2 separate regions of the Mus musculus genome follow, and region 1 is linked to region 2. Evidence: chromatin contacts called from public HiChIP or PLAC-seq data. All regions are on one chromosome and are shown on one strand. The core of a region is the stretch at or near the end of the contact, and the rest is flanking DNA. Distances in the headings are between cores, read along the strand shown.

Region 1 (4,142 bases), core at 1,585-4,084, 140 kb after region 2:
CATCCATCCCCTCTTCTGACAGGTATGTGATAGAAATTGGTTATCTGATCTCACTAAGGCTACACAAGTCTCCGTTCTATTTTTTTGTCCCTGTTCTTTCTTTCTTCGGATAGGAGCATTTCTGGGTTAAAAACTTTGAGATGGGTGAGTGGCCCCATCCCTCAACCAGTGGCCATGCCTATCTACTGGAGGTGGTCTCCACAGGTTCTATCTCCCCCTTCTCTGCACATTTTGGCTAAAGTTATCCCCATTGGGTCCTGGTGGCTTCATGTTTCCCTGGTGTCTGGGACCCTCCAGTGGCTATCCCCAGTTCCTCATCCCCCCTGCTGTAGATTTTTGTTTGATTTCCTGACCCTCTGTACCTCTCTCAAATCTCCTCCAGTTCCTGATACTGTCGCCCTTATTTCCTTCCCCTCCTTTCTTCCTTCCCAGCCTCTCTCTTATTTGTGTTTTGAAACAAATTGTCAGCTCACCCTCAGAAAGCATCCAGCAGTTTGTGTAACAATCCCCAGGCTATGCCTGTTCAGGGTCCCACCTCCCTTGCCATGACTGAAACTTTACATTTTGCGTCTATTCTCGAGTGCCAAGCACAGAAAAATAGTTTTGTATTTTAAATGTGACTTCATAAATGAGTGAAAAGATTTTCCTGTGTTTGTTGACGTTTCTGTTTCCCATGAATATCATAGACCACATGTTCACTCCTCCGTCGAGAAGTAAAGTCTTTCTCGATCCATTCTGCTCTTTCTTTAGAGTGATTTTTCTGCTCCCGGTGCACCAAGAGCACATTCACTTCAAGATCTCTTCTGGGGATCTGAGGAGATGTCTCAGTAGGTAGATGCACTTGCTGTGAACACTGAAGGCCTTAGTTCAAATCACTAAAGCCTATGTAAAAATCCAGGCGCGTCCTTTTAATCCCCCACTGGCAGACAGGGAAAGCAGGTTACTGGGGATCACTGGCTGTCAACCTAGCTCTTAATAAAGTGAGAGAATCTTTCTTAAAGGACTGGGGACTGGAGCATCTTACATACATCACACATGCACACATGTGCACACACACTAAAATAAAATCGAAAATAAATTTACTTAGAAGGCATTATTCTGGTTTAGACGGAAACTTTGATGAGTGAACTTTAACGTGATAAATGTGATTTTAAGCAAACACTATGACATCTTGTTTAGAGGCTAAAGTTCCTCGCCATGGTTAGAATGAGAGTGTTCCAGTTACAGACTTATCAGGGAAGTCGTTTAGCACAAAAGCTTGTTTGGGTTTTTTTGTTGTTGTTGTTGGGGGGGGGGGGTTCGAGACAGGGTTTCTCTGTATAGCCCTGGCTGTCCTGGAGCTCACTTTGTAGACCAGGTTGGCCTCGAACTCAGAAACCCACCTGCCTCTGCCTCCCAGGGGTGCTAGGATTAAAGGCGTGCGCCACCACGCCCCGCTAGCACAAACATTTTAAAGGAAAGAAGCCGCCTGGCCTGCTGCGAGTGGGTGTAATAGGAGTTGTCAGCTGCACCATCACGTGATTCATCTCGAAGAAGCCTTTTGGTTCTGTCAGCTTTTCATGGGACAGCGACGGATAGGATGATTGTGGCGACACAGCACTGTTAGTTCTCTGAACCTGAGCCTAGTTTCATCCCATGACCTTGGATTTCACAGACAGGAAGTAGTGGGGAAATATTTCTCCTCCCTGGGAAGATACCCAGAAGCAGATGACAGCTGGCTTGTCCCAGCTGCTGTCTGGTTGCTGCTAGCTCTTTGCCTCTTTCCAGAAGGTCTGGTGTGACTCGGTGGGTGTGATAACCCAGGCACTTGCACACACGGCCACCTTTGTCAAGTGTGTGCAACTCTGCCAGCAGTGTGCTGCAGCTCTGTGGTGTGCTTTGTGTGAGAAGGCAAAGCCCAGTAAAGGCTTTTTTCCCTCCTCCATCAGAGGGCAGCAGGCTTTCTCCAGGGTGGAGTCACGGAACCAATTGTAAAAGGCCCTTGAAAGGCAACTTTACTCTTTTTAACTTAAAAAATATTCTGATTGTGCACCAGTACAGTATCTATAAATAAACTTCTTTTTAAAAGTAACCCACTAAAGCTGGAGCCGTGGAAGGCTTGCTTTTGAAATCCCAGCACATGGGAGGTAGAAGGGTCCTGAGTTTCTTCAGAGGAAATGAGGGCAGCCTGGGCTACAAGAGACCTTGACTCAAAAAAAAAAAAATAGTCAGAATTAAATGAATACAGAAATTGAAAATACCAACCGTATTTCCCGTGCAATTGTGCCCTAACCTTCCTGCAATGTGTGTGCCCTCAAGTGGATGTTTTGGTAGGAATGACCCAATGTTATCTGCTCACTGGGCATGCTTTGAAGGTCTGTCCTAGACAGAAATGGATGTAAAGTTTGTTTCTGCTTTTAGTAACTTGTGACTTTGGCAACATGACAATAAATATCTGAAAAATTATATGTCAATGTGAAAACATGCTTGTAACCACTGGGAAAAGTTTGCTGCACTACTGACCTACAGTCCCCGTGAAACAGAACACTTGCAGACCATAAACCTTATCAGCTCCGGGAACCAGTTCAAAGGCTATAGTCATATCAGGCTCAGCATAGAGTCCAGGCAGGGAAGTGTCTGTGGCCGGTCTGTCCTCGTCAGCATCTGTTGTCTTAGGAAGTTTGTGGTGATGACGTTCTCTTTAAGAAGAGATCATGGCAGATCCCTGGGCCCCTGTAGGAGCTAATAATCTTTTACACTGATAACCACATCACCCCGTGGTTTGTATGTGATGTCTTCCCCATAGGCTTGTATTTGAACACGTGGCCCCACCTCACGGTGCTGTTTGGGAAAGTCATGAAGCCTGCAGGAGAGACTGCGCTTGAACAGGGGGAAACATGGGGGCGGGCCTTGAGGTTTTGTAGCCTGATCCCTACTTCCTGTTTTCTCTCTCCTTCCTTACCGCCAGTGACAGCCTTCTGCCCCTGCTTCCAAGCTTTTCTTGCCATAATGCACTGTATTCCCTTGTCACTGAAGGCATCTCCTTGCTGGAATGTGTAAAGCCATTGTGGGGTCCACTTAAATCCAACAGAGCTCAAAGACCAGGTCAGTGCAGATGACAAAAAAATGTATTGTAATCACGCTGTTACTGATCCATCCGGGCCAGAGAACAGACTCTAGAGCCGAACTGCATCCGTGAAGCGAAGTTGTACAGCACATTTAAGGATGAGACCACAAACTGAGGAGGAACGGGGTGGGCTGTAGCACCGTCCAATCATATTTTGACACGGGGCTGGGCAAGGGAGTCTCCACTGTGGTTTTGCCCTGACTCGGGGCCAGCAAGTTACAGGAAACAAGTCAACACTCCTGGGCCACCTGGTTTCAAGGCCTTTGACTCAGAGCCTTGGTAGTCAGACCTCATCCTGGATATTTGATGTGTAACTCAAGATGATAAGAGAACAAGGGAGTCGGTTGTAGACCTGGGACCATGAACTCAGTTTGATCCCGCCAACAAGATGGAGAAGTTGTCCCTGTGGTGGCTGGATGCAGACAACTGTCTCCTTACAAGCAATGAAGCACTCCTGAAACTACTTTCTTTCCTGTGGTGGCTGTAGACACTGCCACTAGCAAGCACGTACTTCGTATTGTAGCTATGTCTGAGTACAGCTTCTTTTCTTTTCTTTTTAAAGATTTATTTATTTATTATATGTAAACACACTGTAGCTGTCTTCAGACACCCCAGAAGAGGGCATCAGATCTCATTATGGATAGTTGTGAGCCACCATGTAGTTGCTGGGATTTGAACTCAGGATCTTTGGAAGAGCAGCCCATGCTCTTAACTGCTGAACCATCTCTTCAGCCCCCTAAGTACAACTTCTTGATACATAGTACCTTCTATACAGCCACACAAGAAGTACCAGGAGCCTTACGTGGGGCGTGTATTGTATGTTATTTTACATCTTGAAGGGTCTGACAGACCTTATTCTTACAGCAGTGGTTCTCAAGTTTTCTAATGCTGTAGCCCTTTAATGCAGTTCTTCATGCTGTAGTGACTCCCCCAACCATAAAATTATTTTCTTTACTAATTCATAACTATAATTTTGCTACTGTTATGAATCATAATGTAAATACCTGATATTTAGGATATCTGATATCTGAACACC
Region 2 (4,573 bases), core at 1,406-3,905:
AATAAATGCTGACTCATGAAGATAACAGTGGATGTTGTTTCCTCTTTCTATAATTTGCCTTCAGTTCTTTCCCTATTATGAATGTGGAAATAGGGAAAAAAAAACCCTCAAAACTACACATACTGACTCGTGTCTGATGTCCCTTTGATTTTGATTTAATAAAGATAAATAAGTAAATAATAAAATATATGTATATATTAAATAATATTAGTAATGTCTTAATAAAACAGAAAACATTCAATAAATTACTTCTAAAACAGAACTAGAAGATCTGGAATGCAATGGTTTACAAAAATGAAGTGTTTTCAACTTGACAATGTTTTAAGCATTTTTTTATTAGTTTTTACATCATTCTTTTAACGATCTCTCATGCCTCGTGGACCTACTTTAGAAGACCTTCCAATTAAAATGTGGTCCAGCCCAATGTTCCTTCTAGATTCAGGAAGAGCACATAAGCTTTAATAGCAGCTGTACCTTCATCAAACGGCTCCATGTTTCTCATCCGGCCTGTCAGGGCCCTTGGTAGAACTTGAGAATGGGGAATAAGTTGCTGCCTCTGCCCATTTCTGTTTCCCAAGTATAAATAATTCCTCTTATAAACCAGAACCTTCCCTCAAGGCCTAGTAGAGATTTGACACTTCAAGAAGTTTTTTTCTTGATCTCTGAACTCAGTTCTCCAACACCAAGCCTGAGGTAATTGTTGTGTCTCAAAGCTCCCAGGGCCTTTGCTTTCCAATGAATAAAGAATAGAGTTCTTCAGAAAATACAGCAGCTCACAAAAGATGCGCAAGAATATCAGCCACAGATACAGCTCTCACATAGGAATACATGCTTGCACTGCAGAGTGGGCTACCCTTCTCTTCCACTGTGTGAAGATTCACATTGATGGGATTTATAAGAAAGCCTACAGCGCCTGTCACAATAGTTAATGAGTTTCTGTCTTGTCTTTTCCAACTAAAATCACTGCGGCATTAAGATTAGGTTTTCTTTTCTTTTTTTTTTTTTTAATATGATCAGTTGTAGTTAGAAACTGCAACCAGAAATGGTGATGATAGTGACTTCCACCATTGTTTTTATGTATCTCCTTTATGAATTCAACTCTTTGCTATCCTCTAACTACAGCAAGAGTCTTCCCTTGGGGACCTCTTGTGTAGTCTCTACAGTTTCCATGTATCTTCTTCCTGGTCCCTGCTTTTTTCTGAACCATTCCATCCCCCATAGCATTATTGCTCTTTCAATAAAGTAACGTCTTGGTATTCCTCAATCATGAGGCTGTGTTCCATTCCCTCATGGTAGCATAGCATGGCTACTTCCAAGACTTAATTTGCCCTATGTAGCCTTTAAGTTACAGTTAGAAAACCACATGGTTCTATGCATGTGTGGCAATCACAACTGCAATGGTCTGACCTAGAGTTTGTATACTTTAGTCACTTTAAAGGAAAGGGGATAAATGTCATAGCTGTGACTCATGCCTGTCTCAGAACAGGAGCATGGCCTGTACAGGGAGACCTGTGGAAGCTCTGCCTTCTTGGGGCGTGAGAGGAAAACTGGAAGCAGACAGAATGGCTTCCAAAGATGTCTTAACACTTAGAGAAACGGTCAAGTGGGTGCAGAAAACACTTATATCCCAAATCAGTAAGTTCTGGAAATGTTAAGATCTGTTTGTAAAATGCAGAACTCATGGGGAATTCATTTCCAACAGATTGCAGGATAGTTATGAACAGTCAGGAAAATAATTGATTACCATTGGAACAGGTTTTTTTTATAACTAATATTTGATCTTGCTTTCAAGTGGTCACTTTGAGATCTTCCATGAACTGCCTGTTTAAATAACCAACATACACTGTGCTCTTGCTTTCCCCACAAACCTCCATTTGTTTTTGTCCCTTAATCTTAACATCCATAGTTTTACACAGCACAGTCATAGTTTTACAAAGTGCACCACTCAAGAGTTACGAAAAATGAGCCGGGCATGGTAGCTCACACCTTTAATCCCAGCACTCGGGAGGCAGAGGCAGGCGGATTTCTGAGTTCGAGGCCAGCCTGGTCTACAAAGTGAGTTCCAGGACAGGTAGGGCTATACAGAGAAACCCTGTCTCAAAAAAAAAAAAAAAAAAAAAGAGTTACGAAAAATTACTCTGCCTCCAGGAAGGTCTATATCTGATCCCCACCAGATCAGACACCGAGCAATAAGAAATTACCATTGCTTAGAAATGTGATTTAGAACATGAAAAATTGCTCTCAATAAGCCTGTGGTAACTAAACCTACTGTCACCCAGCCTGGCTGATGACAAAACTATAAACTCTTGGCTCTACCTTCCTCAAATGTGTTTTCTGCTTGTCTCTCTACAGGAGTGTTCCCTGTAACACCAGGATAGCAGAAAAGAACTATTTTCTGATCAGCGTGTAGTACAGTTCTTGCTGCTATTTCTTAAAAAAAAAAAAGTATCAAAAATATCAATGACATGCATTTCTTTCAGATAGGGGGAAGTCTGTCTGTGGTTTAGCTAGAGGATTTATTGATAAATTTTCAAACAAAGGAGGTGAGAAAGGAAATAGGCCATCTAGAGCAGACCACATAATATATCTCAGTTCTTTTCATCCTCCTAACAACACAGTTATTACATTTAATACACAAGAAACCTAAGCGCCAAAGGACTCAAGCATCTTAGATGATTCACACAATGTCTAGGGAAAGGAGACTTTGACCTGAGCCTACATCGCCGCCTTCCCTTTAAATCTTCATTCCTTTCTCCAGGGTGGTCACAGACAAATTCTGCCCAAATTTAACCTAAGCCCTTGATCGTTTAAAGGTTAAAACCTGTCTCTGTTCAGGGAGTAAATCCCAGAAAAAGCCCTGCATGCCCAGTGCTAGCTGCATGTTTAACCTGGAGATTTGCTACAATAGCAGCCCCTCTGGAAACTGGCCAGGTCTTTAGCCTCCCTGGCACACAGCACAGTGACTCAGGTCAGACTACAGCCGCTCAGAACAAACCCTTCAAAACAGGACCTCAAAAATGTCAATGACTAAGGTACTATTGTTCTCAAATGACCTTGGTTAGGGGCAGAGACCACTCGTGTTCATAAAATAAAAAGCAATGCAAGATGAGAACGTTATGCTGATTGACTTCACTGTTTTCAAGATTTAAAAATAACATTTTTTGAAATTGTTTTGCTTTTGTTTTTGTTTTTATAGCGTTATCAGCTGATTATGGGATAGTCTGAGAAGTGGAAGTACTCCTTCAAATCTTGTTTCTTCCTCTTCTGAAGGACATAAAAGCTAAGCCTTCAGTGAAGTTGCCCTCTGAAGGCCAACGGGAAGTATTTGTTTTGTCTTATGTGTAAAACCGGAGTTAGCATCCAAAAGAACTAGATGTCCCCATGAAAAATGAAAAAGATCATGGTAAACAGCTGGAGAGAGCAGATAGCATGTTGCCCTGTGTGCATTCCTCACAGGCCCCTCACGCTGCTCCCTTCAGACGGAGAAAACATTTCCTGCCTCGGTGCATAGCAGAGGAAGACAAGAGGCCTGCAATGACCTCAGAAGGCTCTGGCAGTTTTCCAAAGGCCTTGAGCAGAATTATCTCAAAGCTTCTATCAATGCAGTGAGCCTTTTCGGTATGGTGTGGAACACTTCTGCACTCAACAGGATAGATAACAGTTGCTGTAGAGGGTCCTCTTTACAACCAATGGAAATATGTTCATCAGTGATGCAGAAGAGGGCATCATTATTAATAATACGTTTCTCTAACCTTCTTCACTCCTAGCCCACCATAATTTTTTAAAGGCAGACAGTAATTTAATAATGCCCATAATATGCTATAGAATATAATATATCCTGTCATTGAATGAATAATAGTAGTTGACATTATTCAAGCACGTGCTGCGCCTCTGGTACTGAGCTTAGAAATAGAGTACGAAGCATGCAAGTCAATGGAGCTGCTAGCCTATTCCTTATTCTGTGAGCCAGAACTTCTAGGGAAGCTCTAACACAGATCAGGGGTCAAACCTGCTCCCTCAGCATTTATAAGTCGATTGATTTAGATGTGTGTAGTACATATATAGCTAAGCTACTATAGAAGCATACAATAAAACTCAGAAATACACGAGAGTATGATAAAAAACTTAACATGTTGGGAAAGCAGGTATTTTTTAAAGGGCATGCAAGGCACACACAACCAAGACAGGGCTAAATAGTGTGCTTTAAATAATATTAAAGGGAATACAGAATTGAGAGGTAGAGAGAGCCATTTTTGAAGCCAGTCAGTGATGGTTCCTATGCAGCATGGCTTGCTGTGGCCTAAGGAAAAGAAAGCATCTAGGAAGACTGGATAAGAGAATGAGGACCACAGAAAGGAAGCACGCTGCCCATGCTGAGCAGTGAGCTTTTATTCCTGCACCCATTAGAGTGTTGTTAGAAGTCTACACAGAATCCACGTGAGCCATTAACCATTAGGTTATCTTTTGTTTGTTTGACTACTGTACTGGCTAGTTTTGTGTCAACTTGACACAGCTGGAGTTATCACAGAGAAAGGAGCTTCAGTTGAGGAAATGCCTCCATGAGATCCAACTG

What was found. HiChIP or PLAC-seq counts read pairs in DNA pulled down with a chosen protein or histone mark.
Region 1: a contact with region 2 is called in a FOXA1 HiChIP or PLAC-seq map of pancreatic cancer cells. The contact joins two enhancer-like sites. A contact is called at or near these places in 4 of 484 Hi-C or Micro-C datasets (embryonic fibroblasts, embryonic stem cells, granulosa cells and 1 more) and 2 of 115 datasets of contacts at active chromatin or transcription factors (embryonic stem cells and pancreatic cancer cells).

Annotation. Positions count from the first base shown.
Region 1 is chr10:24,632,832-24,636,973 of GRCm38.p6, forward strand. No RefSeq gene overlaps it. Among named protein-coding and RNA genes, the nearest start is that of Gm15270, 39 kb to the left of the region's middle. Within about 2 kb of position 2,835, at least 157 of the 459 cell types and tissues checked have an H3K27ac peak or open chromatin away from gene starts, as enhancers often do. A contact at or near this core is called in granulosa cells and pancreatic cancer cells, where this site is marked.
Region 2 is chr10:24,490,631-24,495,203 of GRCm38.p6, forward strand. All of the region lies in intron 3 of Gm15270 (predicted gene 15270), which reads right to left. Among named protein-coding and RNA genes, the nearest start is that of Gm40615, 32 kb to the left of the region's middle. Within about 2 kb of position 2,656, at least 82 of the 459 cell types and tissues checked have an H3K27ac peak or open chromatin away from gene starts, as enhancers often do. A contact at or near this core is called in granulosa cells and pancreatic cancer cells, where this site is marked.